Regions from separate parts of the Mus musculus genome. Here region 2 is linked to region 1. A link is a contact called in public Hi-C data. All regions are on one chromosome and are shown on one strand. The core of a region is the stretch at or near the end of the contact, and the rest is flanking DNA. Distances in the headings are between cores, read along the strand shown. Region 1 holds the start of Pcyt1a (phosphate cytidylyltransferase 1, choline, alpha isoform). Region 2 overlaps Pcyt1a (phosphate cytidylyltransferase 1, choline, alpha isoform).

Evidence for each region. Hi-C and Micro-C count contacts between places; a contact is called where the count stands out from the background.
Region 2: a contact with region 1 is called in a Hi-C map of the G1E-ER4 cell line, with 3 times the contacts expected there. The contact joins the enhancer-like site here to the promoter of Pcyt1a in region 1. A contact is called at or near these places in 7 of 39 promoter capture datasets (the HPC-7 cell line, embryonic stem cells, fetal liver and 3 more), 2 of 15 datasets of contacts at CTCF or cohesin (CD8 T cells and the G1E-ER4 cell line), 16 of 484 Hi-C or Micro-C datasets (the Ba/F3 cell line, the G1E-ER4 cell line, the HL-1 cell line and 10 more), 14 of 115 datasets of contacts at active chromatin or transcription factors (the 230-238 cell line, CD8 T cells, the HPC-7 cell line and 8 more) and 3 of 9 other capture datasets (adipose tissue, liver and pancreatic islet).

What each region holds. Positions count from the first base shown.
Region 1 is chr16:32,429,351-32,432,883 of GRCm38.p6, forward strand. Pcyt1a (phosphate cytidylyltransferase 1, choline, alpha isoform) reads left to right here and starts at 1,571. Exons shown (of 9, transcript NM_009981.4): 1 at 1,571-1,681.
Region 2 is chr16:32,466,407-32,469,978 of GRCm38.p6, forward strand. Pcyt1a (phosphate cytidylyltransferase 1, choline, alpha isoform) reads left to right here. Exons shown (of 9, transcript NM_009981.4): 6 at 34-112; 7 at 672-814. Among named protein-coding and RNA genes, the nearest start is that of Slc51a, 20 kb to the right of the region's middle. Within about 2 kb of position 2,260, at least 7 of the 459 cell types and tissues checked have an H3K27ac peak or open chromatin away from gene starts, as enhancers often do. A contact at or near this core is called in the G1E-ER4 cell line, the HPC-7 cell line, the SCID.adh cell line and 1 more, where this site is marked.

The sequences.
Region 1 (3,533 bases), core at 321-2,820:
AGAAATTTCAAGTGTACATGAAAGTAGAGCAAGGAGTTTCAGCCAGGTGGTGCTGTCACACGCCTTTAATCCCAGCACCCAAGAGGCAGAAGCAGGTGGATCTCTGTGAATTATACATTAGCCTGCTCTATACAGAGACACCCTGTCTAGAAAATAACCACCACCATAAAAAGATTCCTAGGTTTCTATGTTAGCTACAGTCTAAACTACTACCTTTGTGATGCCCATCTTCCCCAGAGAGGCCCTTGGTGTCTCCTCCAGCTACGAAGTCCTTTTTTGGGGGCATTTTATCTGCCAAGTCCAAATACCTATTTGAACTTAAGTGTGTGTGCTAGCTTTTAATCATTTTTCTCCTTAGAAGCACCTCAGCAGATGCACAAGTTCACCCATCCTCTTTCCTCTCAGTTATCTTCAAGTAAAAAATGCAAACAAATACATAAAAGTCTACCCCCACCCCCCCCATCTTTCTCCTGTAGAGTTTTCTTCCCACTTGCCTTACAGCTACAGAATTGCACAGGGTGTGGCGGCTAATGACCGCACTCTAGAGTCTGAGGCAGGAGGTCCACTGCAAATTCAAGGCCGGCATGGGACAAATAGTAAGGTCCAGGCCAGTCTCGGCAACAGTAAAGGCCATGTCTGATAGTTACTTTTAATTCCCCTCAAAAAGTCTGGAGAGAGAGTTCAGTGGTTAAGAGTTAAAAGCACTTACTGTTCAATTAAGACTAGAATTAGCCCGGCAGTGGTGGTGCACGCCTTTAATCCCAGCACTGGGGAGGCACAGGCAGGTGGATTTCTGAGTTCGAGGCCAGCCTGGTCTACAGAGTGAGTTCCAGGACAGCCAGGGCTACACAGAGAAACCCTGTCTCGAAAAAACGAAAAAAAAAAAAACAAAAAACAAAAAACAAAAAACCAAAAAACCAAAAAAAACAAAACCCACTAGAGTTCAGGTCCCAGCACCCAGGTATTCACAAAGGCCCGTTAACTCTAGCTCCAAGACATGTCACCCCATTTATGGCCTCCGTGGACACACAAAATCTTAGAAGTGTGTTGTGTGTGTGTGTGTGTGGGGGGGGGGGACTCGGCCAAACAAAATCCCCCAAAAGCTCACCGTAGGAAGTTCGTTCCCTAGACTACAGCCTCCTTGTCTGTGCATTTTTGCCCTCGCCTCTACTCCTGCTCCACTACTTCCCGGGTCGATTTCTAGGCTCGTTTTCTGATGAGTCAACCCAGGTCCGAATAACTGGCAGACAGAGGATGAGCTCAGACCCGAGCTCGCCTGACCGAGCCGGCGGGCTCGAAGTCCTCGGGGAGGTCGGACATCGGAGCCCCAGCCCTGCGGAGAAGGCGAGGGGCAGCGGGCGCAGGGGACGCCGGGAGACCGGCGGCAGGAGGCGCCACACATCCGGAATTCCGAGCCCGCCGACCCCGCGCCTGCCTCCAGCGCTTCGGCTCAGTCACCCCACGCGCCCGGCCCCTCTGGAAGCGGAACTACTCTGTCAGGTTGTGGTTTTCAGGAATGCGGAGGTGGCATTGACAAGAGGGCGGGCGGGAGGCGGGACTTCCGGTCCGCAGTCCGGTCAGATGTTTCCCGGGCGTCTCCCCGCAACCCATTTGACTTCGCTAGTCGGTGACGCGGCGCGGGGAAGGGATCCGAGGGGGACCGGAGCCTGGAGGAGTTGAGGTAAGGAAACTCCGGGTAGTGGGTGCTTTGCGAGGACAAAGGCGGGCTGGGAGCGTGAGGGGGCTGCGACTGAAGAGTGGGCCAGTGACAGCTAGGGAAAGTGTGAAGCAGGAGGCTACTGTGACCGAGGTACAATGACAGCCAAGAGGACTGTGACCCAGGGGTGGCCGCTTGTGAGGGGTCTGTGACCCCCGGAGCAGTAAATGCGAGGGACTCTGACCTCGGAGAGCACGAGGCAGAGGCTGCGACGGGACCATGACCGAGTAAGTATGCAGCAGTGACTACCCGGGGACTGACTGATCGATGGATAGTGACTGAGGGGATTGATCCGAGGGACCATGAAGCAGCGGCTGCGAGGGCGCGCTCACCGACAAGCAGCGACTTTGAGGGCTGACTTGGAGGAGAATGTAAGATCAGGAATTGGGGGTGGTGCTTTGCACTTGTGTTTGTGTACAAAGTGTGAGTGAATGAGCGAGGGACCCACCCGGCACAGGTCTTACGAAGAAACCGCACTGGTGTGAGACCAGACCAGAGTTTGAATTTTACGGGCAAACTTCCGTGGGTGAGAAACTTAGTTCACCACTGAGCTAGTGTCTTCGTCAGTAAGCGGAAAGTTCAGAGTTGGATTATGCCACCCAACTCTGAGTCCCAGTTTACTATTGGGCTGTGAAGACAGTTTAGTTGGATGGCAACTAACTAAATACAGACAACTGGTCTACAATAGAAATCCCCGCTGTGTTCACATAGTAAGGATTTATAAAATAGGTTTCAGGTGTGTTTGCAATGATGCTATAAAGTTAGCTTCCTACATCTTACTACGTATGCAGTAAACGAGCTAAAGTTTGAAAACTGGGTGTGGTGATACACAACTAGAATTCAGACACCCAGGAGGCTGAGACAAGTATTTTCAGTTGGGCTTAAAAATTTTGGTGGACTTAAAGTGTTTTGGTTTTGTTTCTTTGCTCTTGCTTGTGAGTTTGTTTCTTCAAGTCAAGGTGTCTCTATGTAGCCCTGGTTGTCCTGGAACTCCCTCTGTAGACCGGGCTGGCCTTGAACTCAGAGATCTGCCTATTTCTGCCTCACCAGTGCTGGCTCTGAGGCATTAATACAGGATCTCACTATGTATAGCCACTGACCTGGAACCATCTAGACCAGGGTGGCCTTGAACTCACAGAGACTCCTGGCCTCTGCCTCAAGATTAAAGGTGCATGCCACCATGTCTAGCTTTTTGCTGTTGTTGCTTTTTTAGTTTGAGAAGTAGTGGGTTTGGATTATTTGAGGTTTTTCTTTCTGTAATGATTCTATGATTAAGGAACTGCAGAGAAGTAAGTGTAGAGTGAGTTAGGAACTGGGACCTGTGCTGGCCACAGGCTCCAACAGATGGCCTTAACTGGAGAAAGCTATTTGACCGTAATCAAGATAGCTAGTTATGATTGAGGACTAAAACACAATTTTTGTTGGGAGAGCCAAAAGCTATATTGAAATAGGGATGGTGATAGTTATAGAAGCAATAAGGATATAGGCGTTTGTTGTGGAGAAACTGCCAGGAATAGGCATTGAGGAAGGAGAAACTTTGAGGATAACACAGTTTAAGAGCAAAACTGCAAACCCAGAAAACAGTTTGCTAAGAATAAAATAGAAGTAGGGAGAGATAGATCTTCATATTCTATTCAATCTTTATGGTTGGAGAGTCTACAAGTAAATAGGATTGCTATTAAAAAGGTATTGGGTCAGGTGTGGTACCAAATGTCTTTTATTCCAGCACTTGGGAGGTACAGATAGGGATATCTCTGAGCTCAAGGCCAGCCTCAACTGCAAGTGGAGTATCAGGACAGCCAGGATTGCATAGAAA
Region 2 (3,572 bases), core at 1,010-3,509, 38 kb after region 1:
CTGGGGTTTAAAATGAAGTTTTCTTGTTTTCAGATTGATTTTGTCGCCCATGACGACATCCCCTATTCTTCTGCAGGGAGCGATGATGTGTATAAGCACATCAAGGACGCAGGTGAGTGAGCCACGCCCAGCTCCACTCTGTGGGGTCTTGGGCGACTATGGAGATTCAGCCATGGCCCTGCTGCCAGTGGAAAATGTGATACTGAGATATTTAACATTTTTCTGGTCAAACTGTGGACAACATTGTAAGTGAGCATAGCCTCAACATTTGTTGATTCTTGATTTAAACATCTCTTTAATTTTAGGACAAGTTCTATATTTTTCTAGGATAAGCAATACCCTGTGCCTCCTTCTAGTCTTTCATTCTGTCCCTTGGGTGTCAGGATCTCTAGAGTTCTCCTATAGTAATAACAGAGTCTGCTTTTTCCTTTCCTTTTCCTTTCCTTTTCCTTTCCTTTCCTTTCCTTTCCTTTCCTTTCCTTTCCTTTCCTTTCCTTTCCTTTCCTTTCCTTTCCTTTCCTTTCCTTTCCTTTCCTTTTCCTAAAAAGAAAAATTCTGTCTTGGAACTCACTGTGAAGGCCAGGCTAGCTTTGAACTTACAGAGATCCACCTGCCTCTGCCTTTGATGTGGCAGGACATCACAGTTTTTGTCTGTTTGTGTTTTTCTTTAGGCATGTTTGCTCCCACACAGAGGACAGAAGGTATCTCCACATCAGACATCATCACCCGCATTGTCCGTGACTATGATGTGTATGCAAGACGGAACCTACAGAGGGGCTACACTGCCAAGGAGCTCAATGTCAGCTTTATCAACGTGAGTTACAGCCTCGCCCCATAGCTCCCTGCCGCTGTAGGGCACATGTGCTTCTCGTGCTGTGTGCTCTGAGCTCACTTTTCAGTGTGCTGTGAGATTGTCATTCCCCAGAGCTACCTCATGTCTCTTATAAAGAGTATAGCACAAAGGCAGGCTCTGTCCTCACGGTCTAATGTCATAATATCAACATATGGATACAAGGACAGGCATGGTGGTGGCACCTTTAATCCCAGTGTTCAGAAGCAGAGACAGGCAGATCTCTGTGTGTTCCAGGATGGGTAGGGCTGCACAGTGAGATCCTGTCTTTAAAAATAAAAGGAAAGGAAAAAAAAGACATACAAAGCAATTTAACAAATAGGAATATATAATTATGCATGCCTATAATCCCAGCATAGATACATCTGTTCTAGTGAAAGGACTGGAGGAAAGAGGATCAGAATTTTGAGGCCAGCCTTAGTGACACTCTGCCTCAAAAGAACAACAGAAGTATAAGTTATATAGCAAGCACACTATGTCAAATGAAGAGTGGCTCTTAACTGGTTTTGCTTTTTTTTTTTTTTAAATTATGTGTTCTTTTGAGAATAAAATGAAAACTACAGATCTCTCCCTATATGGCTAGTGACATACAGCATTTGATATATAGTTTCTCCACATGGGCTATTTAGCAAGTCCTGTCTCACACACACACACACACACACACACACACACACACACACACACACACACACACACACAAACACACAAAACCACACAGGTACTTTTGATTAATATTGCCTTTTAGGAAAGATGTTAATTGTATATATAAATAATGTTTCAATAAGGTTGATTTAAACAGAGCAAACCTACTAACTATATTGTATGCAATAATTATTTACCCAAACCCTTTGCTTGTTCCCAGCTCTGTGAAAGAATTAGATAAACCAGAATAGGGCTTAGTGGTCCATCCCATCATCCCACGATTTGGGAGGCAAAGGCAGGAGGACCACTTCAAATTGAAGGTTTCAGGTCAACCAGGGCTACATAGGAGACCCTGTGTTAAAACACAAACAAGAGCAGGGCGTGGTGGTGCACGCCTTTAATCCCAGCACTCGGGAGGCAGAGGAAGGCAGATTTCTGAGTTCGAGGCCAGCCTGGTCTACAAAGTGAGTTCCAGGACAGCCAGGACTATACAGAGAAACCCTGTCTTGGGGGAAAAAAAAAAACGCAAACAAGAAAAAAAGGTAAGGTGAGCCAAGTGTGCATCCCTATAATCCCATTTTAGAAGGCTGAGTCAGGAGGATTTCAGATTTGAGGCTAATCTAAGCTACATAGCAAGACTGTCTCATAAAACAGAAAGAGGATAGAGAGATGGCTCAGGAGTTAAGAACACTGGCTGCTCTTCTATTCCCAGCACCCACGTGGCAGCTCACAATGCTAGAGCACATGTGGTGCCCAGACAACGACAAAAAAAGAAAGGGGAAAACCAAAACCAAATGGTCCCCGCTCTGTTTCCCCCCCCCTTCCCCCCACCCTTTATCTTGTTATCTTGTGCAACCTGCATGCCTCTTTCTTCCTTATGGTTGAGAAATTAAGAAACTACTTTTTTTTTTTTTTTTGCATTGTTTTGTGTTTTTAATAAAAACCTTTCAAGTTGTAGCCCAGACTGACCTGGAACTTGTGATCTTCCTGCCTTGGCCTCCTGAGTACTGGGGTTACCTGGCAAGTGCCAGCATGTTCAGGCAATATAGTGCTTTACATTTGACTAAATATCACTTCTTCTCCATTAGAGCATTTATACCATTTTACACTAATGTTTAGGGATGTTGGCAGGACCAACTCTTTGCCATTTTGCAAATGAGCAAGCAGATCTCCAACTTATAAAAGGCAAAACATGGACTGAGAAGATGGCTTGGTTGGTAGAGTGGCTGCCATGCAAGTAATGACCTGAGTTCTGATCCGCAGCACCTATGTCAAAAGCTAGGTGTGACAGCGCATCCTCTAAGACAGGAAGATCCCAGGAACCCAGTGGCCGGCCAGCCTAGTAGACCTGGTGAGCTCCAGGTTCAGTGAGAGACCCTGTCTCAGAAAAATAAGAGGGAGAGTGGTTAATTAAAGAAGACATGTGATGCCTTCACACACACACACACACACACACACACACACACACAATGAAAGTCAGTTTATCTAAAATCATGGAATGAGCTAGTGATGGGGTATCCAATGTCATGAATTAATTAAGGATCTAGTATTTCTGTTTCGACTCTGGCCTATTTGCTTCTTGGAATTGCTGTGTGATGATCTTGTGCATGCACTCTTCCATTTGAAAGAGCCTTATTGGATATATCTCTATGTCGTTATATTAGATTTATCTTGACAACCTTGACTTCCTTTGGTTGCATGCTAATCTATTTCTGCCCTCACTGTCATAGTTAGAATCACCACACTTTCATATAAGGTGACTGGCTAGCCAGAGATTATTTTTCCTGTTATTATGCTAAATAAACAACAGAGCAGATTAAGCAAAGCAGAATTTGTAATTTTGAAAACAGTAGCCAAATTTTTCTCTCTTTTATGGTAGGCAAAGTCAAGTTGGGTATTCTTTTTATAAATTAATATTATTATTTTTTGTAAATTATGTGTATGTCTGTGGTTATGTGCATGTGAGTACACGTGCCTGTGGGGGCAGAGGTGTTAGAGCTCTCAGGAGCTGCACATACAAGTAGGAGGGAGCCATCTGAAGGTCATGCTGTCAATCAAACTCGGGCTCTCCAGAGGTGCA